7 separate regions of the Mus musculus genome follow, and regions 1, 2, 4, 5, 6 and 7 are each linked to region 3. The links are chromatin contacts, called in public HiChIP or PLAC-seq and promoter capture Hi-C maps. All regions are on one chromosome and are shown on one strand. The core of a region is the stretch at or near the end of the contact, and the rest is flanking DNA. Distances in the headings are between cores, read along the strand shown.

Region 1 (3,272 bases), core at 764-3,263, 920 kb before region 3:
TGGATATTTGAGGAAGTGCTTTCGGAGAGGAGCCATTGTGGAGAGGCCCCGGGGAGTGTGGAGCCCTATGCCGAGATGGGGGTCGGGGGCGGATGATCCGAGGGGGCTTCAAGGTAGGGGGCGTTGCTGCAGGAAGAGACTGTGCAGACATCGTCTTCTGAGTGTTTCCAAGGAGTGGGGTGTTCTGCGGAAGTCATCCCCTGAGGAGGGTGGAAAGAGAAAGTGCCCCTTATTGTCCCCTGGGTGGAGAGACTGAGGCTGTCTGAAGCCACGTTTTTTTGTTTTGTTTGTTTTGTTTTTGTTTTTAAGTCAGGAGAGAAGGCTGATACATTTCCCTCCCTTCTCATCTCTACTGTCTTCTCTCTTCACCCCTCACCCCTCCTCATTCTGCCCCTGGACCTTCCTGGGCAGCTTTTCCTTTTTAAAGACAGCATCTCTCATTCAGCATCCCGGACTGGCCTCAAAACTTCTGTTCCTCCTGCCTCCGTCCTCTGGAGCTGTATCACAATGTCCAGCTTCTCTAGGATTTTTGCTGCCACAGTCAAGCCAAGAGGACGGGGGGGGGGGGGGGGGGGGAGGTAGGGACAGGCCGTTGGGGAGGATGGGGAGGCAGGGGTAGCAAGATTCAATGAGGAGAAATCACCTTGCTGGTGTAGTTGCTGTGTGTAGGAGTTTATGTAAGCGGGTGTGCGCTGTTAACCAGGGCTGGATGAGTGAGAGTTGAGTGTGCCCTGGGAAGCTGTGTTGTGGAAGAGTGGAGTCAGTCGTGGCTGGTCACAGACACATCAAGAAATATGTGGTTCGAGCACTGTGTGTGTGTGTGTGTGGTGTGTGCGGTGTGTGTGTGAGAGAGTGTGTGTGGTGTGTGTGGTGTGTATGTGTGTGAGAGAGAGAGAGTGTGTGTGGTGTGTATGTGTGTGTGAGAGAGAGTGTGTGTGTGGTGTGTATGTGTGAGTGTGTGTGTGTGGTGTGTATGTGTGTGTGTTTGTGTGGTGTGTGGTGTGTGTGAGTGTGTGGTGTATGTGTGAGTGTGTGTGTGACAGTGTTGTGTGGTGTGTATGTGTGAGTGTGTGTATATGTGAGTGTGTGTGTTTGTGTGTGTGCGTGTGGTGTATGTGTGAGTGTGTGTGTGAGAGTGTGTGGTGTGTATGTGTGTGTGAGTGTGTGGTGTGAGTGTGTGTGTGGTATGTATGTGTGTGTGAGTATATGTGTGTGTGAGTGTGTATTGTGAGTGTGTGTATGTGTGAGTGTGTGTGTGAGTGAGTGAGTGTGTGTGTGTGTGTGTGTGTGTGTGTGTGTGTGTGGTGCAGGAGCTGAGGGATGCATCACTGTTTCCCTACTCTGGCTGCCTCTCCTCCCCCCTCCCATTTCCCAGTTCCTCTCTCCGGACTCTCCCTTTCCGGATTATTTTTAGTCTCCTTTTCCTGCCCTGAAGATTCCTGGAGCCTCTGACCCCAGGAGACCAGGAGGCCCCAGCCTGGTCTCTTCTGCTTCCCATCCTCTTATTCCTGCCACACCTGGGTCTGGTCATAGAAAGAGGCTCCAGTTTGACTCTGGGTCCTGTCTAATGCCAGGGAGGTGGCTACAAGTTCAGGCTGAGGCACAGAACCAGCAGCCCAGGGACGGTGGGACCTGTGCTACTCTACCTCTTGAGGATCAGGAGGATGGGGAGAAGAGCTGGGACACAAGAGAGCCTCTAAATTCCCTATGGCAGTCAGAAATCATAGCCTTCCAGTCCCAGGTTAAGTTGAGAAAAGATGGCTATCAGGAACCCCTTAGATTGCAGCTCACTCAGTGGCCCCTGCATGGTGCCAATAAACCAACCAGTCAGTGTGGTTACCCAAGCTTGGCCTCCTGTTCCCCAGTCTCTGCACCTTCAGGGAACCCACCCTTCCCCATACCGGGTACCGCATGTTACTTCCTTACCCACTCCAGAATGAGCCCAGAGAGTCGGGGGACCCCAAGCACTTACCCTCCAGTTCCCTCCACTCCCAGTCACCTCCGAGAGCTGAGTGAGTAGGGGCAGGAAACAGGAATCCGATCCTCCTCCCAACCGGACACCACCACCCCCAGCCACACCAGGCTCCACATGCGCACACCGGGCCTAGAGGATGTGAGGAATCCGGCATCCAAGATGTTGGAGGTTAGAGAAGACTGGCACGCAGGTATGCAGAGGAGGCTAGTTTCCGATGCACCCTCACCTGTACTGCTGCGTGGCGGGAGGGGTGTGTGTGTGTGACGGTGCGGGTGTGTGTGTGGGAGGGTGTTCAAATGAGGGTGGGCAGCCCTGGGCAAGCTGGGCTGGCAGAACGGCATGACCATCTTCATGCCTCCCTCTTAGCTAAGGGATGTCTGGCTTGCACAACTGTCTACGTCCCCATCTTCCAACCTTGGTGTGAGCCAACCACACTTTGCACTGAGGGATCCTCTCTTCTCCACCCTCCCCCACATCTGCAGAGGCCCCACCCCACCCCACCAGGAATTTACCTCTATGGTTTGAGGTCGTTTTTTTGTTTTCAGCAAATCTTTCCCCTGTCCCTTCGGAGCACCAAATGCCGCCCAAACTCTCCAGATAACTGTTCCTGCGTCTCTGAGGCGGGAACTGAAGGCCCAGATTTCCATCTCCGCAGAGGAAGCCAGTGCCTTGGCCCCACCCAGCCATTGTGTCAGACCAGGGTTGTGAGTGTTGAGGGTGGTGGGGAAGGGGATCCCCTGGATCTGTAGAGTGACTTGCTGCTCACTATTCTGTGTTCCCAGTTCCTCGGGAGGCCCCAGCTCTCAGTGTTGCACTGGGAAGCTCCCACAGCGAATGTCCTGGAAGTCAATGCTGGGGGAGAAAGGAGGGAGGGAGACTGGTGGGGGTTGCAGGGGCAAGTTCCTGTCAGATGTTACTCCGTGGGCACACATCAAGACACTGGGAAGAAAAATCAGGTAAGCTTGTATTGAAAGATGGTTTAAACCCCTTCTTGCAGAAAGCCAAAAAACCTAGTCTTTCTAAGGGACCACACAATCTGCCCTATTTCCCAGCTTCTCCCTTCAGGCCTATTCCTACCTTAGGATTTTTGGAGTTCTCCTAATGCCTGAAAATCTTCCCAGAAATCTCCCTGAAGCATTTCTTCATGTTCTCTGGGCAGCTGGAAGGAACCCTCTCAAAGAGGTCTGTTCTGGCTACTCTAAAATTTCAATCCACTGGGCTACCTGGTCAGGTCTTGTCTCAAAAAAAAAAAAAAAAAAAAAAAAAAAAAGAAAGAAAGAAAGAAGAAAAAAAGAAA
Region 2 (3,166 bases), core at 50-2,549, 750 kb before region 3:
TTAAAAAGAATGCAATTACTTTGTTATTATAGAGCTATTGTCAAACAAGACAGCCTAACAATAGTGTTTGTAAGTGCAGATTCCCACAAAAAGCTAAGCGCCCGAACAGGGACTTGAACCCTGGACCCTCAGATTAAAAGTCTGATGCTCTACCGACTGAGCTATCCGGGCTCTTAGCAAAGCTCTCCACTTTTGCCTAAATGAATTTATTATGATACCTACGTATTCTTGTGTGTATTTAAAGGATGAAGTTCGTTTTTGTCCGAGACTCTGACTTACTGAAACCTAGTCGCTAACGCCTCGGCTTTTATTAGAAGTTAAGGAGGGCAGGAGCGCCACTCAAGCAGGAATCTAGAGGTGCCTAGACCAGCCACGCGGGGCCGCTGCGGGCCACAGGTTTCCCCGGTAGAGTCTATTTTTTTTCTTCCCTGGTCCTTGTGACCTATATCTTGGACACCTAGGGCATACAGGGTGCCTCCCACGGTTCAGCAGGCTGGCTGAGGGAGGACCTGGAGCGTAAAGAATGTCACATGAGGGCCTCCAGATGCTGTCGGGCAGGCTTCCACTCACTTGGCAGGCAGGTCCTATCTCAAAGGAGTGATTGAGGTCGGGAATAACAAAAACTGGAGACAGAGAGAAGACTAGACTTTAGGAGGAGATGGGTGGGTCGGTGGCAGGAAGGAGAACATGATGGCCTTGTCACGTGCTAAGATGTGTGTTATTCACTTGATTGTTGATGAGGTCACCTGGCATTTATGAATTGGTGCAGCTTTCCGATGCACGGTGTGATTCACGTGGGTGATTCACATGTAGGAATTCTGGTGTTCTGGTGCCCATTTCTGGTTTGGAAATAGGAGGAAAAGGCTCTAGGTGGAATCTGGGGAATGGGTGAACATGGGCTTCAGGACATTAGTCAAGCCACTGATCAGACACAAAGTAGTGTCCCAACACGCGTCACCTCCTCCCTGTCTTCCACTTGCCACTTGGTCCCTCCTTCCTTATTCCCTCCCTCACCAATGGGCCCAGGCTTCTGATATCCATCTGGATGAGCCAGCCAGAGGGACAGGCTGTGTCAGAGGCATGCAAACAAGTATTAGGGTGCAAGTCGGTGGGTGGGGATAGTACTCCCGAGCTACCAGCGGAGCTGCCGTGAGAGATCGAGAAAGAGAGAGAGCGCGCGCGAGCCCAGGAACGTCCTAGAGCTGGATCCTTCCTCAGGCCCACCCTTCCCCAGCCCCCAGCCTCCTGCCCAGGAGCTGACTCTCTCTTACCTGTAGCGTACCTTCTCTAGGCTAGCTACTGGTTTGGGGTTATTGGGTCCAGTCATGGCAGTATATCGGCTGTGTGTGACCACTGGTTCCTACCTGAAGGCTGGCACATTGGATAACATCTATGCTACATTGGTAGGCACCTGTGGTGAAAGCCCTAAGCAGAAGCTGGATCGCGTAGGCAGGGACTTCGCCTCTGGATCGGTGAGTACAGAGGAGAGATGGGGAACCTGAAGGAAGTGAGGATTATTCTTGTTGGATTCGTCAAGTCCTGCTGAACTCAGGATGCCTGCTATGTCCTGTGATCATTTTCTTTGACATCCCTGACTTTTGGGAGACGATAAACCATACCAATTGTTCTGAGACAGGGCTGTGGGGAAGGGCATTTGGAATGGATTCTGGGGACTTCCCCTAACTTCCTGGCTTCTCCTATCATTGTTGTTATTGTTATTATTTTCTGTGGTTTTTCCAGACAGGGTTTCTCTGTGTAGCCCTGGCTGTCCTAGAACTCTCTGTGTAGACCAGGCTGGCCTTGAACTTAGCAATCTGACTGCCTCTGCCTCCTGAGTGCAGGGGGAATTAAAAGCCACCACTGCCTGGCCTGGCTCCTCCCCTAATTGACACTAGGCTTTGACCAAATTGATTCCTCTGATCAGATCATGGGTCTCCTGTTCTTTGGGAGGGGTCTGCTTTGTCGGTCGCTAGTTTAGTTTGCTAATGACCCTACATGAAAGTGAACTACTGGCAGTGAGGGTAGGAATCCCTACAAAAATTCACTCAGGCACTGAGTATGGTGCCTGCTCCTCTCTGGATGGAGACGGGCTCTTTCTCTCAATCACACAAAGGAACCACATGGATCAACGACTGCTCAGGCCAATATCCCAGAAAGGTAGCGGTGTTGATGCACACTTCAGAGTGCAAAGATGTCCTCGACAGTTCCTGGTTGCTCAAAGGCCTGCTTGCTGCTTCCCTCACTCCAGGTTCAGAAGTATAAGGTGCGCTGTGAAGCAGAGCTGGGTGAGATCTTGCTGTTGCGCTTACACAAGGAGCGCTTTGCTTTCTTCTGCAAGGACCCTTGGTACTGCAGTCGAATCTGTGTCACTGCCCCCGATGGCTCTGCTGTCCACTTTCCCTGCTACCAGTGGATCGATGGCTACTGTACTGTGGAGCTGCGGCCAGGAACAGGTGGGCAAGGGACAGAGACTGCACAGTACTGCAGAGGCTTCGTGTGAGGTTAGGAATGGAGTCTCACAGAACTCGGCGCGTAGGGAATGTGACTGGGGTTAGGAATGCCGGGATCCCAAAGCAACAGTGTCTGATAAAGAGCACTGCTAAAGTCCTGACATGCAAGAGCTTCCTGGGTAGTGTTTATTGTTCTGGAGGTACACACAGACAGGCTCACACAGACAGACGGACACAGATAAGCACACACAGAGAGACTCACACTCCCATAGCAGGCAGCTAATGGTATCCCTCTGCATTTCTCCAGAATATGGTCTTCTGGAACTCAGAAAGGAATAAACGTACAAGCTAGATCTCAACAGGTAGAAAAGCCATGAATATTTAGAGAATTAACCTGCAAAGATCCTGTACCTTACTTTTTTCTAGCTTTTCTGGTGGGGATGAAGGGTCTGGGAAGTGAGTTAGGCTCTTTTGTTGAATTTTGGATTTCAAGGATACTGGTTTGAGCCCTTTCTTGCCTCCAGAACTCTTTGTTCCAAAGACGTAACACTGGGATTTTGTGTGTGTACAAGTATGCACGCGTTGTGTGTGTGTATGTTATGATAAGTCTCAGAGATGAGAGATGGGTGTCTGTGTTAGAGTGAGGTGAGTGAACATCATTCCACAGTCTACAATGACCTTTTCATTGACTTTACTATCAATCTCCACTCATCATC
Region 3 (3,485 bases), core at 418-2,917:
GACCATTCGTGAGTCTTGTGGGGTGGAAGGGGGCAGCTCGATCTGGGAACCCCAGCTCTAGGCTCTGGCCAGGTATGGTGGAATCCCTGACTTTCATAGCTACCACACCAGTACTAGAAAGAGGTTTTAGAAGAGCCACAGGCCCCTTGGCTGACTCATCCCCCTCCTCTGCAGTCAAGTGGAGGGCAGCACCCTCAGTGGCGCACAAAGCGCAAGGATCTAGAGTTCAGAAGGTCTTCAGGGTCTGGGAAGACAGAGTCCAGGCGGAAGCCATGTTCCAGAGCCACCCGTAGCACCTCCTCCAGGAATGTAGGCGTGTTCGCTACCTCCCGACGATCTTCTGGCCCCCCAGTCCACAGTGGCTGCAGCCCCAGTCTTTGATACTCTACTTCAGGGAGTTCCTGGGGGCGGGAGGCCCACTCTAGCCGAAAATGTGGACCTCCTTCTGCCCTGTCCCCAATGGCCACACCAAATCTGTTGCGCATGGCAGCCAGACACTCAGGGTCAGTGCAGAAGAGGTTGGCTCGGAAGGTGTCCACCTGGACAGAGCTCAGCTCATAGTGGTGGGGGCCCCTTCGAGCGGAGAAGTGCACCTGGCGGGGGCTGACATCTACATCTGCATGGAGTAGGGCGGCTGTGGATGCAGGTGTACCCCGAGAGGCTTCCAATTCCCGCAGGGCATCCAGGAGGGGCCGGATCTGGTAGAAGTCAGCCTCTGCCTTAAGAAGGGCAGTTTCTCCGTACCCACGGGGCAGGTCCAGACGGCCTAGCCGCAAAAAATTGAGGATGTGCCGGAAAGCCTTGCCATCCCTGTCGATGAAGTAATGGCCATCTCCTTGCGGGTTAAGGTTGGCTGGCATTAGGGTGTCAGCCCTAAACATGGCCCCCAGCATGGAATCTGGGAAGCGAGTCAGGGTCTCCAGTGTAGTGGAATATAGTGTTCCCCCCACATTTAGGGTCACGGGACCCCCAAAGGAAGGGGGTAAAGAGGACACAGGAGGGGGGGAAATTTTGGGTAATATAAGAGACAGGCAAGGAGAAGGAAAAAGCAGATATTTGGGGGTTTGGAAAGAATTGGGTGGTAACGTTCAGACTTGCTAAGTTGGAGGCAGAGGTTGGAGAACAAGACAGTAAAGTTTGTAGCTCACCCAAGCTACTTTGGTGGTGGTTGGGGGCTTCAGGACACAAAAATCCCCGAGAGGATGAAAGAACCGATGAAAGGAACAGACGGCAGCCAGACAGGATCAGGGAGCTTTTGGTCCAGACGCTTCTGATTGTGCGTGGTCAGCGATTCCCTCCTGTACTCTTCAGACAGTGGGTTTCCGAAATTCAACCAGCAGGTGACGGTGGTGAGCACCGGTCGGACGCTGAAAGGATCAGTTTGAGTTTCTGAGCTTTTGTAGTTGTAGAGTCCACGTCGGGTTCCGAGGACCTGTTCAGAGGCCCAGCCAGGGTTAGGGGCGTGTGTCCCAAAAGATGGAGGCGCAACTGATAGGAGCCGGTAGCCAGCAGTTCTGTATGGCTTGGGAGAGGCGATGCTCTTGCAGTCAGAGCTGAGAGTGTCCCGGGACTCTGTTGGGAACAGTGTCTCAGGGCTCGGGCGTTACCGCCTTCCTGGGTTGTCGCAGCAGGCACTGAGGTCCTCTCCACCCCCAGGAAGTGGCCTAAGGGCAGCGGTCAGTGGCCCTTTAAGCGACAGTCCCGCCCCTTAGCGCCCCGCCCTACGCCCCCGTGGGCTGGCCGGGCTCTGCTATGGGTGGGAGCCGGCCTTGCCAGTGCGAGAGATGGGGCGAACAGGCTGGACCGGCCGACTGGAGCGGGGGTGGAATGATTCACAGGCTTCGTTGCGGATGTGGCCGCGACGGCCCCGCGTTCCCTGCAGATGTGCATGACCTCACTAGTACAACTTAGTCGAGGATGGAGTCTCCAGTCCATCCTTCTAGTCTGAGAGAATCCACGTCTCCGGGTTGGATCCCGGTCGGGAACTCCCGAGGGGGCGGATGCTGAGCCATCGCATTCCCGGGATGCCTTCGGGCCATCCCAGCGAGCCCAGGTTCCCACGCGGTGGCTTCCCTGGTCCCCTGGGCTCGAAAGCCCCTCCCGCCAAGCCACCGGGTGCTAGTCAACTTCCTCCTTTAGAGAAACCCTAGCCTCTTGAGTAACCACGGCTACCCGCACCTGGGTGGCCAGTGTGCCAAACACTCTGCCGGGCCCCCAGGTGGCGCACAGTAAATGAACTAAGAAAGAAGCCAAGCTGAGAGACTTTAATGGAGACTTCAATGGGGCAGGGTGGGGAGGAGCCTGGAATCACAGAGTATGGAGGTCGTGACTGCGACGGCTCAGTTTCTCTGGGTCGTCCGACGCCATGAGGGAGAAGTCTCGGAATATGTCGAGATACGTCTCGTCTCCTAAGGAAATCAGAGGAAAGACTGGGAGGCTGGACAGCCGGGCTACACAGTAGGGGTGGTCCTGGCAGGGTAAGCACTTTAAAGTGTGGGTGCATCCTAAGTACAGTACCTTTGTTCCACAGGTCAGGCACGTTCGCTGTGCCCAAAACATGTTTGTTGAATAAACAATGGTATTAATGCAGTTGGGTACTAAGGGGTCAGGCATTTCGGTATGGACCTGGGGTCGGGGTCGGGGTGAAATACGTGGTTACTTTACCTGCCTGGCCCTGGGCCGCTTCAGCCTCCCTCATCTTTGCCAATCGTAGCCTGAAGGGTGGGGATTAAGGAGTAAAAGACCTGGAACTTCGCCAAATCCCCATCCTCTGTCCAATTCTTGAGTTGTGTCACTCCTTAAAAATGTCTGTCCATAACTAGTGCTTAAAGATAAAAGCTTACACTCACGAACATTTTTGCAATGTTGGTGTCCTAATAATGGCTCCCCAGGTGAACTCTCAGTATCTCACCCAACTGGTCCATGCTCCTGCTCCACACCCCTCTCCACACACACACACACACACACACACACCCCAGACCTCACCCTCCAAGTCAGGTTTTGACGTTAGTCTCACCCCAACGAGGACTGTCCAAGCATCAGTCTGCCCCTTCGGCATACTCACAGGGTTACGATGTCAGCATTAGTGGTTTCCATTGCGATAGTCAGAGGGTCCCTGCCTTCTGTGTCTCGAGCCCCCAGATCAGCACCCCGTTTCAGGAACAGGCAAGCGAGCCTAGAGAAGAGAGCTAAATTCAGCAACAGGCATCCCCCAATTTCACTCCCAGAAAGCTTCCTCCCCATGGTGCCATTTCCATGGCTCCCTACCCTGTGTGACCAAGAATGGTGGCATGGTGGAGAGGACCCCGGCCGGCACTGTCTGCTTGGTTCACATTCGCCCCATTTTGGAGGAGAAACTCGCAGGCCAGAAGAGAGTTCTGCATAGAGATCAAGAAGATGGCATTTTTAGAGGTGGATTTTTGGATGTTTCAGGGCTCAGTGAGGTGTCAGGCTTGGTCCTCGACCTTTAGATGCTCATATATTAA
Region 4 (3,012 bases), core at 144-2,643, 770 kb after region 3:
ATGCTCAGAACAGCCCTTCAGGAAAAGCAGAAGCAAAGAGGGGAAGGGAGGGGGTAGGAAGGGAGGAGAAGTAACTTTGTCCTTATTTGGTCAAAGGTTCTGCAGGCGTTGTTAGGAGCCCGGACGCCTGGGTCTCCGGGTAACCTGGAGTTTGGGTCCAGGTAGCTATGCCCCAAGATAAGGAAGCTGACCCCGGGGGCTCTCTAATTAAGTTCAAAAAGTTTATTAGGGCAGGAGACTAGTCTGTGTGTGAGTCTAGACATCCCAGAGAACCTTTCTCCTTCTCCCCCTTAAACCCCCAAACCCCTATATCCGGTACCCTCCCGCCCGGAAATCCCCTCCCCCCATTCGAACTTCCGCTCCCCCTCCCCACTTCCGGGCAGTGTGGTCAGGGAAGGTGGTGGTAGGGACAGCAGCAACCTTATTCCTTCACTTTTACCGTCTCAGAACTTCTCACAAAGTTCCCCTACGCCGGGCCCGGGCGGATGGCGGGAAGGGAGGGCGAGGGGACTTCCGGAATCGGCCTCCCAGGAATGTTGAGGCTAACGTGCCGACTTGGGGGGTGTGTGTGTGTGTGGCGGCCTCGCCCTCTCTAACGGAGCTGGGAGGGGCAGGGTGGCTACCGAGGTCCGGCCCGGGCCCAAGGCCACGCGCCTGGCGCTCCCATCAGCGTCAGGGGGAACAATGGTGGAGGGAGAGCGAGCATTCGGCCCGAAGGGGAGTCCAGGCTCCGGAGCCCCTTATCAATCATAATCCCGGGCTAAAACTGCAGCGCGTGCCCGCCCCGCCCTGGAGGAGGCGGAAGTGGGCCGCCGCACCGGCCGCCGCGCCCCTCCCCGCCCTGGGCCCCGGATGTAACGCCCGGTCGCAGAAAGCGGGGCGGCGGGCGAGATGGGCGCCGCCGCCGAGGGGCGTAGAGCCCGGGGAACCACAGAGGGAGCCAGTCTCACGCAGCCGCCATTCGCCCCGCCGATGGGAGAGGACCGGATCACGGCCTCCCGCTGCCCTCGCTCGCCTGCGCCCGCCCCCACCCCAGTCCCCCAGAGGGTCTAAGGCCGGTCACTGCTCGGGACCGCACGAGCCTCGCAGTACCGTAATGCTAACGAAGGTCTTCCCGGGGACGGCGGCCCAGACGGAGGGCGAGTCCTTGTAGCCTACGATGGCCGCGTCCTGACAGGTCCCGTCCGCCATAAGGCTGTCGATGTAGGCGTTCCACCCGGCCATGGCGCTGCTGCTGGGGCTGCTCTGCGGGCTGTTGCTGGGATCGCGGGCTCGGGCTCGGGCTGGCGGGCGGGGGAAGGCAGAGAGCTCGGGGCACGCGCTGCCGTCCGGAACGCGGCTCTGTTAGCTGTGCAGCAGCCCTCGCACCGCCACTTCCTGCTCCTCCCCCCCCCCTCTAGATTTTTATTTGCAAAGGGCGGCGGGGCGGGGCCTGCGCCCCATTCCCTCCCTCCATCCTCCCCCCCCCCCCGCCGGGCCAGATAGCGAACTTTTGCAAATGCAATTTTTAAAAAACCCTCCCCCCACTTTGCAAAATTTGCCGAGTTCGATGGAAAGCCACGCCAAAGGCTATATAGAGTGGTGGTGGCAGGAGAGGTTAAGGTTAGGGCTCGCTCCGATTCATCCTGAATACCACTTGGCTATAGAAGGAGGAAGCCAGAGGAAGCAGGGAAAGAAAAAGAAAAAAAAAAAAAAAAGAAAATTAGTAAGGTTGAGCAAGTTGAAGTGGGTTCGGGGAACCCAGGGTTAAACCGAATCATTCCTCCACCCCCCAACCCCCACCTCCGCGGGAGGGAAGGAACGGCGGGCGGCGGCGCGTGCGCCCGCGCCTGCGCCGGGGCAGTGAGAAGCCAGCGCGTGGGGCGGTTGGGGCTAGCGGCTTGGCTGCGTGAGCGCGCGCCTGGCGGGACACATTTGGACCATCCGAGGAGGGAAGACGCGTCCCCAGCAGTCGGGACGGGCAGACGCCCCGGGTTGGGCCCTGCTGCCTTCTCCACATTTATCTAAACGATAAGGGAGCAAAAGTGAAATCGATATAATACTCTAGTCATTTTCAGTACTAAAGGTCTCTCCAACCAGGGCACCTGTCCCAACCGTCTGCCATGTACAGCGCACACGTTGGGTTCATTCGAGCGCGTCCCTAGATTCCCGAGGAATCATTCCCTTCGCTGGATCCGCTCCAGCTCAGCCTCGCCCCATGCCTGAACCCTGTCTACAGAGGTCACTGAATAGGGGCGCCACCCGGGTGACACGACGGGACTCATTTTTCAAGGCGGAAGAATACTAAAGTACCAAGGATGACAACTTTTATAAGAAGAGGAAAGTCCCCTCTACTTTGGACGCACTGGGGCTTTCTTCTTTTCCAGAAAAACTTTTGCTAAGTATTTATGTGCGGTCAGCTCACTCGCCGCCGAGCAGGTCTAGGGGCGAATGGCAGGCCACTGAGGCTGGAGGGAGTAAAGGAGTCACCCGGGACCCTGGCCTCCGAGGGGCTCGGCCGCTTCCGGTCCCTCGGAGGAGGGGCGCCAGGGTGTGCAGCCTCTCCCAGTGGAAGTACTTGGTTCGCTGCCTTTTGGAGCCGGGTTGGGTTCCCTGACGTTCATCCCCAAATTCTGGCTCCCCACGCCCCCCAGCCGAGGTTCTTCGACAGCCGCGTGGCTGAGTCACGGGCGGGGCCGCGCTGGGGCACGTGGCGGCCTGCGCCCGCCATCCCTTGACCTCTGATCTGCGCGCCTCCTGCCCGGGGGTGGAAAAATCCCGCAGGGAGCGGCAGGAGATAAGAGAGGAGGGGCGGGACAGGGACGCCACGACAGGTGGGGACCCTAGGGTGGAGGCAAGGAGGGCGACCCCGTGGGGAGGGCCGACGGGGAGGAGCGCTCGAGAGCCGGCCGCCGCGTGAGTCACCAGCTCCAGCGCCGGCGAGTGAAAAGATGAGGCGCCCTGGGAAACCAGCCGGCCCGCCAGGCTCCCACAAAACGCGGAGCAGACCCCACACTAGCCCTAGACCCCTAG
Region 5 (3,101 bases), core at 508-3,007, 640 kb after region 3:
TGAGGAAGCCAGAAGGTTCTCCTCTCTCCCCAGTGAAGCTTGAGCTGTGCACACACAGACACACAGACACACAGACACACAGACACACACACACACACACAGTACTGGGGACTGCACCTAGAGTCTTGCACATTCCAGGAAGACACTACCACTGAACTATATCCCTAACCCATTTTATACTTTAAAAAAAATTTTTTAAACGATTTTTAATGTTGTTCACAGAACAAGGCTTGATTTGATTTTTATTATTTTAAAAAGCTTAATGTTTACTTCGTTTTCTGACTCTGTATTTGTGCTGTCAACACTTACACACTGGTTTTCTGCTCCTCAATAAGGAAAGAATGCCAGATCCTGTCATGGGCATATTTAGCACAGGTGGGGTCACCCATTGTTGTTGTTGTTTTAGGCAGGTTCCCTAGGACTTTAGTTCTCAGAGCACAAACTCCTCAAAGTCTGCCTGGGCACGCACCATGTGTGGATTTGGGTGCTTTTCTAAGTTTCTTGGAATAAAGATTAACAGGGGTTCTGGATAGCCATTTCTTGTTAGAGTCTGTATTACAGGGAAACCTACAATGGTATGTCAGATGCTGGGCCTAAACATTATCACTAGAGTTGGAGTGTCCCTTTTTATAAAGCATGTTAAGACAGAGTCTAGATAAGTTATCCAGGCTGGCCTTGAACTTTTGATATTCCTATCTCAGCCTCCCAAATACCTAAGGTTACATGAAGACCTGAGCTACTGTGCCCAGCTATGAAAATACTTTTGTATTCTGGGGGTCTAGTGTAGGGCCTGCCATAGGAAAGTAATGACTGATTTAATGAATGAAACGCTAAAGTGAAGCTCAAAAAATTAAATTATAATGTCCAAGAATCACTGATGGAAGGCCCCAGACTCAAATAGTGTGCAAAGGCAAAGAGCGTCTATTCTGCAGAAATTACCAGCATGCAGGGGTCACAACAAAATGGCAATGACTTGAGGGGCTTGCAAGACATCCTTTTAGGCAGGTCTAGGGGAATTTCCCAGAAGGACTAGGTAACCTCTAATATGATTGGTAAGGGTCAAAGCAGTAACATTAGTACCATTTTCATTAGGTGCTAGGTTAGTTCTATTATAATTGGTGAGACCCTGAAGATTTTTGGAAGCCAGCTCAGTTCTGGCTTTGTTATCTTCTTCAGCCAGGAGTCTCACAAGCAGACTCAGCTACAGCCTTATCCTCCCTAACTCAGGCCATCATTGGCTAAAGGTTCTTTGTCAGTGGCTCCTTCAGAGAAGCCCAGTAAGCTTCCTGGGGAATTGAAATTTTTATTCCCAAGGTTTCCAGACCTCTCGGCAAGAATGTAAAAAAAAAAAAAAGAGAGAGAGAGAGCCTAAAGCCCCATCCTCGAGCCTTAACAAGTAAGACGTATTGGGCAACTGTGGTCAGCTTTCCACTTGGAATGCTTTCACATGCGTTATCAATTGATCCTCACATGAGATTTACAAAGGCCCATTATCTGCAGCTTACAGTGGATTCGTGTCCAGATTTAAGGAGAACCCACAAGACGCTGCCTCTTACGACAAGCTAGCCCCACAGGTAAAGGCAATGCAGAGACAGGTCACATATTATGTCCCCCAAATCGTCATTATGTCTCTCACCCTAGGATCTGACCTCTAGGGCAAAGGACACAAGGGAGGGGTCCTTAATAGATTAATTATTAACTCTCTGCACCTCTGGACACCACGGGAAGGGAAAGGCCACCAACTAGCTAGGTGAGGTGCACCAGCGATGGTCATGGGGGTCTCACTGTCCCCAGCCCTGGGACGCTGGTTCCGCCATGCAATTCCCTTCGCTATCTTAACGCTGTTACTTCTTTACATCAGTATATGGTTCTTCTATGAGTGGCCCTTCCCCTTACCAGCTCAGAGAACCCAGCAGTCCGGCCTGCGGGGACTCAAACTCCCTTCTCCTTCTCCAGTCCTCGGCTCCCTGCTTAGTTTCCCGGCAGGGGTGCAGTCCTGCAATCCAGAGAGACCGCTACCTTCCCAGGTATGTTTGAGTTTTAAGGCCAGAGTCTGGGGACTCTGCAACAAAGAAACAGGGGAACCAGACTGAGAATCGAATGAAAGGAGGCTCCTCCCTCTCTGTTCCCTCCCCCCTTCAGATGTCAAGAATAACCAGGAGGAACCCCAGCTAAACCTGAGGGACATTCTTCAGGGCCCAACAGTGGCTAAGTAGGCCTAGCAGGCTAGGAACTTTTCATGTATCTCTTATATCTATCTCCCAGACTGGCCCAGCGGCCAGACCCCTAGTGGTCCCAGAGAAGGAAGAGCTTCCCTGTCTAGGGCCTCATGGGGCGCTGGGTCGCATGGTGAGCCCCTTCCTGGCCTGTATGAGCCCTGAAGGGGATGTGGCGTTGTCTCAGTATCTGGCAGGATGGAGAGAACTACTTAGGTGAGTGGTCTCCCTTCCCCAAGCCCATCTTCCTCCAAATGATTCTGTGGTTTCGCAAGTCATCTCCCCACTTCCACCACCAAACAGGTTCCTAACTCCCCTTGGCACTGTCTTCGCCTTTGCCACCAGCGAGGCCTTCAACAAGGTGACCGACCTCGAGGCTCGTGTGCACGGCCCCAATGCTTCACACTACACATCGCTGATGACTATGATCACATGGGAGCGGGGAGCAGGATTGCTACAGCGCCCGGGAACCGAACCTGGGCATTCAGCCGGGTCCTCGGGCTCTCGAACGCTACTTTTGTTGCATCGCGCGCTGCGCTGGTCCCAGCTCTGCCTCCACAGGGTGGCGACAGGGACGCTTGGAGGTCCAGATGCGGGCACGCAGTGCGGGGAAGCCTACAGCACCGCCCTGGCCCCGCACCATCCATGGCTTATCCGTCAGGCCGCTCGCCTGGCGATCTTGGCCCTCCCGAGTCGCGGTCGCCTGCTCCAGCTGGCGTGTCCCGGAACAGGAGAGGCGGACGCGCGGGTTGCTCTGGCCCGGGCCGCCGGCGTCCTGGAGGATGTGTACAATCGTACCCAGGGCCTGCTGGCCGGCCACGGCCTGCTCCAGCTGGCTTGATGGCCGCGGCATCAAGAGACCGACCAGAAAGGCATTTCTGGGAA
Region 6 (3,438 bases), core at 494-2,993, 810 kb after region 3:
TGTCCTTGGTATTCATGGTGAAGGTTCCAGGGGGCCAGGTCACCCCCGGCCTGAGGGGCCGGGGGGAGGGGGAGTCTGTGCTGGAAAAGGAGAGAATAAGGTCATGGAAGAAGCCCCCACATTAACCCAAGATGAGGAGCTTGGTGTGATAAAAGGGGTTTAGAACTCAGTGCTGACATCTGGGAAAGATGAAGAAAATGTGGAACTAGAATGTGACAGCAGAACCAGAGAACAGAGATGAAAGAACATAGTACCAGGAACCAACATGAGTGGGGAGACAAGACAGAACAGGGTGCTCAGAAGAAAGGGATGAGTGGGGGATGCTCACAGTGCTGGAGCATTCCCTAGGGCAGGAAGCTGGATCCTGCATGTCTAACCTAGATTCTCACAGGCCCTGACCGACCTGAGAGAGAGTAGGTGAGGTCAGTTAGTAGATCTATTTCTCCACGGAAAAATCAAACAGAAAAAAGAACTCAGGGTACGTTTAGGAAGGGAGAGCAAGGCTAGAGGGAAGGGTAGGCAAGTTGTGAGAGCTGGGGCTCTGGTCCTAGGAGGAGGATGGCTTGGCAAGAAAACCTGGATGCTGAAGGAAAGCAGATCTAAGTCCAAGTCCGGTAACAAGCTGGGCCTTTGAAGACACACCCCAATTTCCTTCTCTCTCTGACTTTTTCTAAGAGGAAGGGTAGAGCTGATAACTGACCTCATGTGCTCTCTCTCAGGTTGGTCAGGGGCTGGGAGAATTTGGAATAGACATGTTGGAGTAAGCTTCCGGGTGGGACATGCCGGCTTCCTCTTTGCAGCTAGAATTCTACTTCACCCTAACACTCCTATTTCCCCAACCTCTGCTTCTTCTCTGGCTCCCAGCCTACCATATCCCCTCTACTGCTCTGGCTCCAGCCTGAGCCTCCGCCCTCTTGAGGAACAGATGGGAGCTGGAGGAGGCTCTCTGCGCGGGTTCTGCCAGGTGTCCGGGGATGGAGAGGGGGTGGAAGCCCATTCAGGATCGGATCGGAGGTGTGCAGAGAGGCTAGGGTTGGGATAAAAAGTCCACCCCAGGGTGCAGGTGCGCAGCTCTGGCTAGGCAGTTTGCCAGGGTGCAGAGCTGGAGCCGGATGAGACTGCGGGCCTGAGAGCGGTGGTCTAAGACTGTCGCCGGGGGTGGGATGCTCTCCCCAAAGGGGGCAGGGGTCCTGGGAGAACCCCGGAGGTGGGAGGGGGTCCCGCCCGCAAACCCGGATGTTCTGGAGAAGCAGCTGAGCAGAGTTCATGAACACCTGGCAGCAAGGGGCAGTGCGGGAGACCGGGGAGGGGGTCTGGGGACTCTCCCCGCACTCTCTGATCCGTGAAGGGGCCCTGCGCCTAGCGGCGCCCCCTGGCGCGGGGAAAGAGGACGGAAGCGGTGAGGTGGGGGCAAACGGGGTGGAGGGACGGTGGTCCCCAGCGCCGCGCTCCACACCCGGGCCGCGTGGAGCTGCGCCCCCTGGCGCGGGGGCGGAGAGGCGGGCTAGAGGCCCTGGCTCTTACCTCCCGGGGTCCCGCGGGTGACGGCGGCAGCGGCCATTCTACCCCAAACCGACCCCCCCTAGCGCCGGCTGACAGCGGCGTTCGACGTCAGTGCGCACGGGGCGGGGCCTCCCAATTAAGGGAACGGGGGTCGGGAAGGGAACCTGGGGTCAGCACACTTGGGACTCTGGGCCAGTCTACGAGACGCGCTGCTGGACCGTCCCTAAAGAGGCAATAGCGCTGAGGAGAACCGGGATCCGGAGGCGGAAGCTCGGCCGATTGACGTGACTTGTGGGCGCAGGAGGATGGGGCGTGGGCAGAGGTCCAGGGCCAGAGCCCTGGAGGCAAAGGAGAGTGCTTGAGAATGCAGAATTCTTCTGGCCTCGGGCGAGACTCGGCAAATTTAGGGACCTAGCCTAACTTCATTGTCCTGAATCCTCAAAAAAATCAACGGAGTCCGCCTTTTCATTCCCCTTCCATCACTACCTCGCACAGAAACAAGACTATTTGGTGCTCTTTAATAACAGAACAGAGAGAACACAAGACCAGGTTCTGGCCTAGAGAAAAACCCGGCTGCGAGTGTACTGGGCAGTTAGATAGGAACTCAAGTGGGCTGTGAATGCCTACGCTATGGGATGGAGACAACAGAGATAGAAAACATCCGCTCTGAAGCCAGCACTAGGGAGTCCTGATGTTTGAATTGATCTTGGGTCCCGTAGCTTGGGCCTGGATGATTTCCCACTACTCCTCAGACTCCAACTCCATCGCCTGGGGATCGTAAACGGGGTTCTTTCTGGCTGTAGCAGTGCTGTAGGTCAAAGAGCTTAGCTGCCCAGAGGCATAAGTCCCCTGCTGGCCTACAGGAGTCCAGGGAGTCCAAAGCAGCTGTAGGTGAGAGCAATTGAGAGCAAGGGGATAAGAAAAGCAAGAATGGAAAAACAGGACTCTCTCCAGATTTCTTAATTGCCAAATTCAGGCACATACCCTCAAAAGCTCAGTTTCTTGACCACTTTTCGTCCTTAAACCAGCTATCCTACCTGGCTCTTGGCTTCTGCCACATCCCCATTTGATTATGAATTGACTTCCTCCCTAACCTTACTGTGTTCCTCTCCAGTTTTACCTGATCTCTGGGAGTGACAGAATAAGTCTCTTTCTGTGGATAGGTTGCCCTCTCTTCTTCCACGTCAAAGTATTTTGTAGTGCTTAGGAGTTCAAAGCCCTCTTCAAGTGCTGGAAGTTCAGGTGTAGCATCAGAGCTGCCCCACTGGGCCCTCTTCAGTCTGTGGAGACATTAGATGGAGGAGACTAGTGCCTGGAGGTCAGTCTTCCAGTCTCTTCATCCCTCACCCCTGGCCTGAAGCACTTCTTGCTGAGAATCACAGGTGCTACCACTGACCTTCAATTCACCCCAACTTTTTGTTCTTCACAGACAAGAATTTTTGATCCAGGGGCCAAACAGTGACCCCCAATTAACGATGTGCTTTCTTGTAATCATGGGCCATGTCACGCCTTCCAGCTTATATGACTTCCATCCCTCAATTGCTTCTTTCCATACTATAGAAATCATGTTTGAGAGTCAGCAAGGTGACTTAGCAGGTAAAGGTATTGGCCACCAAGCCTGATGACCTAAGTCAGGACCCAAATGATGGAAGGAGAGAGCCAGTTCCCATAAATTGTCCTCTGACCTCCACACACATGTTGTGGCATGCACTATATAAGTATATACATAATTAAATGCAAAAAAATAAAGAAATTATATTTCAGTTACACCAAGGACATGGTTCCTTTGTAAGTGCCAATGAATTCTCTTAAAGCTCTTAACTATGCTGCCTCTCTCTAATCCCTGCTTGGCTTGCAGAGGCCCATGCCACGCCTCCTTACTCATTGATGATTCCCTGGCGCCTTCTCAGGTCCTCCAGATGATAAGTAACTGCT
Region 7 (3,190 bases), core at 92-2,591, 880 kb after region 3:
TTGGTGTTTTCTTGCTCAGGTTTAGTTATTCCCTCCCTGTGCCCCCATCTCTCCCTTTGGGAATAGTCATGTGTATTCTGCACTGTTATATTTTGGAGCATCGGGATTACAGTTGCTCATGGGCTCTGGGGATTCGAACTCAGGTCCTTCCACTGCATGGCAAGTGCTTTAACTCCATGAGTCATCTCCCCAGCCCTTACCTCAGAACTAGTTACTCAAAACTAGTTACCCCCCCTGCCTTTTCTTCAAATGTCTTGTTTTTATTTCATTTATTTATTTTGTTTAACAGTACTAGGGGTTGAATTTAGGGCCTACCTAGCACATTCCAGGCAAGTGCTCGACCTCTAAGCCACACCCCCAGCCTCCTTTGCCTTTTCTCGGTTCAGATCTCCTTGTTTAGGTCTATTACAAAGACCATGGCTTCAGAAAAGACCTGATTCCTTACAAATGTTGCTTCAAACTGCACCACCTTCCCAGATAGCAACTGGAAGGAAGGACTGTTCAGTCTTATTTGTATCTAATGTTCACCTCTGGACCAGTCAGAAGGAAGGGGATAATGTGATTAGTCAAGCCAGGGCCACCACTGAGCATAATTAATTCAAGGCCAGTCCTAACTGCCTCAACCTCTCCCTCCCCCACACAGAGATCTACTTCACTGGGCTTGGTTGCTCACTTCAGCAGTTGGAAGGCTGAGGCAGGAGGATCACCACATTCATAGTCACATACGTGCTGTGCTAAAAGACCAAATTTATTCAAGAAGAGAGAAAGGCCAGCAAATAGTGCAGTTCCCATTGCCTGCGGAAAACGGAAATCACACTCAACCTTGAGTTTTTTGTCAAAGCATCACTCCCTGAAGCCTTCCTGACCTCAAAGCAGGCCTCCCCTCCCCCCTCGCTCCTAGAAGATGACAGGCGCACCCTAAATCTAGGAACCGGAGTTGACAGACTCTTGGAAAGCGGGAGGTGAGGCACAAACGCGGCTGCTCGACACGTCCCCGCGGGAAGCGTGGCGGAGTTTCGAGTTTTCCAGCCCACGGAAACGTCAGGGGCGCGCAGAGCGGCTGCTGCGGGGCGGAAGTGCATCCCCGGGGCCCGTCTAGGAAACCGGGAGGACCCTGCGCGTCAGTGGTCAAGGGACACAGTGGGTTTCGCGAGGTGCATGGGACATTCCAGCTAGCCGACCGGCCCTGTCCGACCGGGCGAAGATGGGGTGAATGTGGGCGAGAACGGCAGACGGGAAAGCTGAGACGGGCATGGGGGCGTGGGCTCGCTGGCCACCTGTTCCTCCCGCGAGTGCGGCTCGCGCGGATTGGCCGCAGTGCGCCCGGTACCGGAAGTGGCCGGCGTGGGTCGCCCGTGACACCAGACAACAGCTGCGGTTCTGTGCGCGCCGCGGTGCAGCGCCTCGGGCCCGGCGGAGGGAGCGTGGGCGGCATCCGCCAGCGGTGAGGCCTCTCTGGTTCCGTCGTGCCCGGGGGAGGAGGGCGCGGGGCTCCCGGCCTGGAGCTGGAGTTCTGACTGTAGGCCCGCCCCTGACTCGGGTTTGCTGTGTGACCTTGGACTTTATGGCATCGGGGGCTCCTACTCATTTGCACACGGAGAGGGTGGAGCCTGGGCACTGTCAGGGGCCCGATCCTAATTCTGCTTGCAGGCCTTGTCAGCCAGGGAAACTGGAGAAGCAGGCTCCGACACGGGCATGCCAAAGACCTATGCCTATTTTTCTTCTCTCTCTCTCTCTCTCTCATTTCATTCTCTAAGTATACTGCTAGAACGAATAGCAGGCAAAAATTGGGGGCCCCGTGGCATGTTGTGACCTGTGCTGGCAGGCAGGACATTGGCTTACTAAGGTTAAAGAAAGATGATAGAATTGGGACTAAAGAGAAGACACAGTAGTTCTTGCTGCTCTTCCAGAAGACCCTAGTTTGGTTCCCAGAACTCAAATCAGGCGCCTCGTATCATCTGTAACTCATGTGCACACACATCTATAACTCTGTAGCAACACACAACTACACATAGTTAAGAATAATAATAATAATCATAAATGAGACTGAATTGAGCACAGAATTGACAGAGTTCCCTTGATCCTGGATACCAAAGGAGGAAGATAAATAGTGTCTTGGGAGAAAGAACTTTTCTTGTTGTTGCCTTAGTTTGACTTTTTTTTTTTTTTTTGAGATAGGGTCTCCCTACATATCTCTGGCTAGTCTTGAACTCACTAGGTAGATCAGGTTGACTTAAGACTTTCAGAGATCCATCTGCTTCTGTCTTCCATGTGCTGATATTAAAGGTGTGGGTCATCGTGCTCGGCTAAGAACTTATTTTTATAAAACGTTGATACCAGTTATCTGTCAGACACTGCTCTGGTCTCTTTAGGGACAATGGTGAATGGAATCTTCAATTAACCTTTAAAACAACTGCAGACATTCACCCAGATAGCTCAGAAACCTCACTTAATGTTTTCCAGGTATCAGAAATGTGCTAAGCACTGAGGTTAACAAGATGAGTAGAATGTCATCCTTGGTCACATTGTAGAACAGTGGTGCTCAGCCTGTGAGGTGCAACCCCTCTGAGACTTGAATATCCCCTTTACAATATATACACTACCACTCGTAATGGCAAAATTATAATTATGAAGACGCAATGAAAATAATTTTATGGTCGGAGGTCACCACAACGTGTGTACTATGGGGTTGAAGTGGCACTAGGAAGGTTGAGAACCGCTGCCCTAGAGAAAAGCAAATGCATAATGCGGTGGCATGATGTCTGCATGAAGAAGTAACGCTTGTTGGGGCCTGCAGATCAGAAAGAGGATGGAGGGGACTGTCCATATCAGCTGCATCGCGAAGATGTTTGCTAAGTCCAGGAAGTGAGAATGATTTGTTTCCGAAGGCAGAGAAACTTTAAAGAATGGACAGTGTTTGGCCTGCAGGACACTGAGCACACCTGCAGCTGCCGGTTGTTGTTGAAGACTGTGAGGTAGGATGTGGGGAAAGGAAACGGCCACGATTAGGAGAGCTTTGTGAGCCGTAGGAAGTATTCATTCTGAAGGCCTCGAAAAGAGCAACAAACAGGAAGTAACATGGAAACTGTAGTTAAGGAAAGGTGAGAAGGGGGCGAGGGGAAAACTGGCTTCAGAGGACCAAGGACTCCTTCCTGCAGATGTTAGTGAGGACTTCCGGAGGAGGTGGGCC

What was found. Promoter capture Hi-C pulls out the DNA fragments that hold promoters and counts their contacts. HiChIP or PLAC-seq counts read pairs in DNA pulled down with a chosen protein or histone mark. Capture Hi-C pulls out chosen DNA fragments and counts their contacts.
Region 1: a promoter capture Hi-C map of liver shows a contact between it and region 3, with 2.1 times the contacts expected there. The contact joins the promoter of Arhgef15 here to the promoter of Kctd11 in region 3. A contact is called at or near these places in 2 of 39 promoter capture datasets (liver and pre-B cells).
Region 2: a contact with region 3 is called in a promoter capture Hi-C map of liver, with 2.3 times the contacts expected there. The contact joins the promoter of Aloxe3 here to the promoter of Kctd11 in region 3. A contact is called at or near these places in 1 of 39 promoter capture datasets (liver), 1 of 115 datasets of contacts at active chromatin or transcription factors (pancreatic cancer cells) and 3 of 9 other capture datasets (adipose tissue, liver and pancreatic islet).
Region 4: a contact with region 3 is called in a promoter capture Hi-C map of pre-B cells, with 2.1 times the contacts expected there. The contact joins the promoter of Pfn1 here to the promoter of Kctd11 in region 3. A contact is called at or near these places in 4 of 39 promoter capture datasets (the C10 cell line, liver, neutrophils and 1 more), 2 of 484 Hi-C or Micro-C datasets (B cells and CD4 T cells) and 2 of 115 datasets of contacts at active chromatin or transcription factors (effector CD8 T cells and memory CD8 T cells).
Region 5: a contact with region 3 is called in a promoter capture Hi-C map of liver, with 3 times the contacts expected there. The contact joins the promoter of Gltpd2 here to the promoter of Kctd11 in region 3. A contact is called at or near these places in 2 of 39 promoter capture datasets (the C10 cell line and liver), 2 of 115 datasets of contacts at active chromatin or transcription factors (memory CD8 T cells and microglia) and 1 of 9 other capture datasets (adipose tissue).
Region 6: a contact with region 3 is called in an H3K4me3 HiChIP or PLAC-seq map of bone marrow-derived macrophages, with 5 times the contacts expected there. The contact joins the promoter of Camta2 here to the promoter of Kctd11 in region 3. A contact is called at or near these places in 1 of 39 promoter capture datasets (liver), 2 of 115 datasets of contacts at active chromatin or transcription factors (bone marrow-derived macrophages and microglia) and 1 of 9 other capture datasets (liver).
Region 7: a contact with region 3 is called in a FOXA1 HiChIP or PLAC-seq map of pancreatic cancer cells. The contact joins the promoter of Zfp3 here to the promoter of Kctd11 in region 3. A contact is called at or near these places in 1 of 39 promoter capture datasets (liver) and 1 of 115 datasets of contacts at active chromatin or transcription factors (pancreatic cancer cells).

What each region holds. Positions count from the first base shown.
Region 1 is chr11:68,954,874-68,958,145 of GRCm38.p6, forward strand. Arhgef15 (Rho guanine nucleotide exchange factor (GEF) 15) reads right to left here and starts at 2,014. Exons shown (of 16, transcript NM_177566.4): 1 at 1,973-2,014; 2 at 1-200. The coding sequence starts at 151. Gm32273 (predicted gene, 32273) reads left to right here and starts at 2,114. Exons shown (of 3, transcript NR_168013.1): 1 at 2,114-2,165; 2 at 2,521-2,931.
Region 2 is chr11:69,125,078-69,128,243 of GRCm38.p6, forward strand. Aloxe3 (arachidonate lipoxygenase 3) reads left to right here and starts at 1,300. Exons shown (of 15, transcript NM_011786.2): 1 at 1,300-1,472; 2 at 2,249-2,453. The coding sequence starts at 1,326. It overlaps n-TKctt27 (a tRNA gene), which reads right to left and starts at 171; the gene lies at 99-171.
Region 3 is chr11:69,879,318-69,882,802 of GRCm38.p6, forward strand. It overlaps Kctd11 (potassium channel tetramerisation domain containing 11), which reads right to left and starts at 1,668. Exons shown (of 1, transcript NM_153143.4): 1 at 1-1,668. The coding sequence starts at 893. The coding sequence ends at 195. Acap1 (ArfGAP with coiled-coil, ankyrin repeat and PH domains 1) reads right to left here. Exons shown (of 22, transcript NM_153788.3): 19 at 3,268-3,377; 20 at 3,065-3,175; 21 at 2,665-2,714; 22 at 2,250-2,408. The coding sequence ends at 2,308. It overlaps Mir6924 (microRNA 6924), which reads right to left and starts at 2,777; the gene lies at 2,715-2,777.
Region 4 is chr11:70,653,257-70,656,268 of GRCm38.p6, forward strand. It overlaps Pfn1 (profilin 1), which reads right to left and starts at 1,394. Exons shown (of 3, transcript NM_011072.4): 1 at 1,093-1,394. The coding sequence starts at 1,224. It also overlaps a transcript of Eno3 not described here.
Region 5 is chr11:70,517,452-70,520,552 of GRCm38.p6, forward strand. It overlaps Gltpd2 (glycolipid transfer protein domain containing 2), which reads left to right and starts at 1,758. Exons shown (of 3, transcript NM_146020.1): 1 at 1,758-2,027; 2 at 2,266-2,432; 3 at 2,520-3,101. The coding sequence starts at 1,767. The coding sequence ends at 3,057.
Region 6 is chr11:70,686,362-70,689,799 of GRCm38.p6, forward strand. Camta2 (calmodulin binding transcription activator 2) reads right to left here and starts at 1,744. Exons shown (of 23, transcript NM_001190376.1): 1 at 1,525-1,744; 2 at 1-80. The coding sequence starts at 16. Inca1 (inhibitor of CDK, cyclin A1 interacting protein 1) reads right to left here. Exons shown (of 7, transcript NM_001252484.1): 5 at 3,385-3,438; 6 at 2,624-2,783; 7 at 2,000-2,388. The coding sequence ends at 2,245.
Region 7 is chr11:70,763,106-70,766,295 of GRCm38.p6, forward strand. It overlaps Zfp3 (zinc finger protein 3), which reads left to right and starts at 1,342. Exons shown (of 2, transcript NM_177565.3): 1 at 1,342-1,444.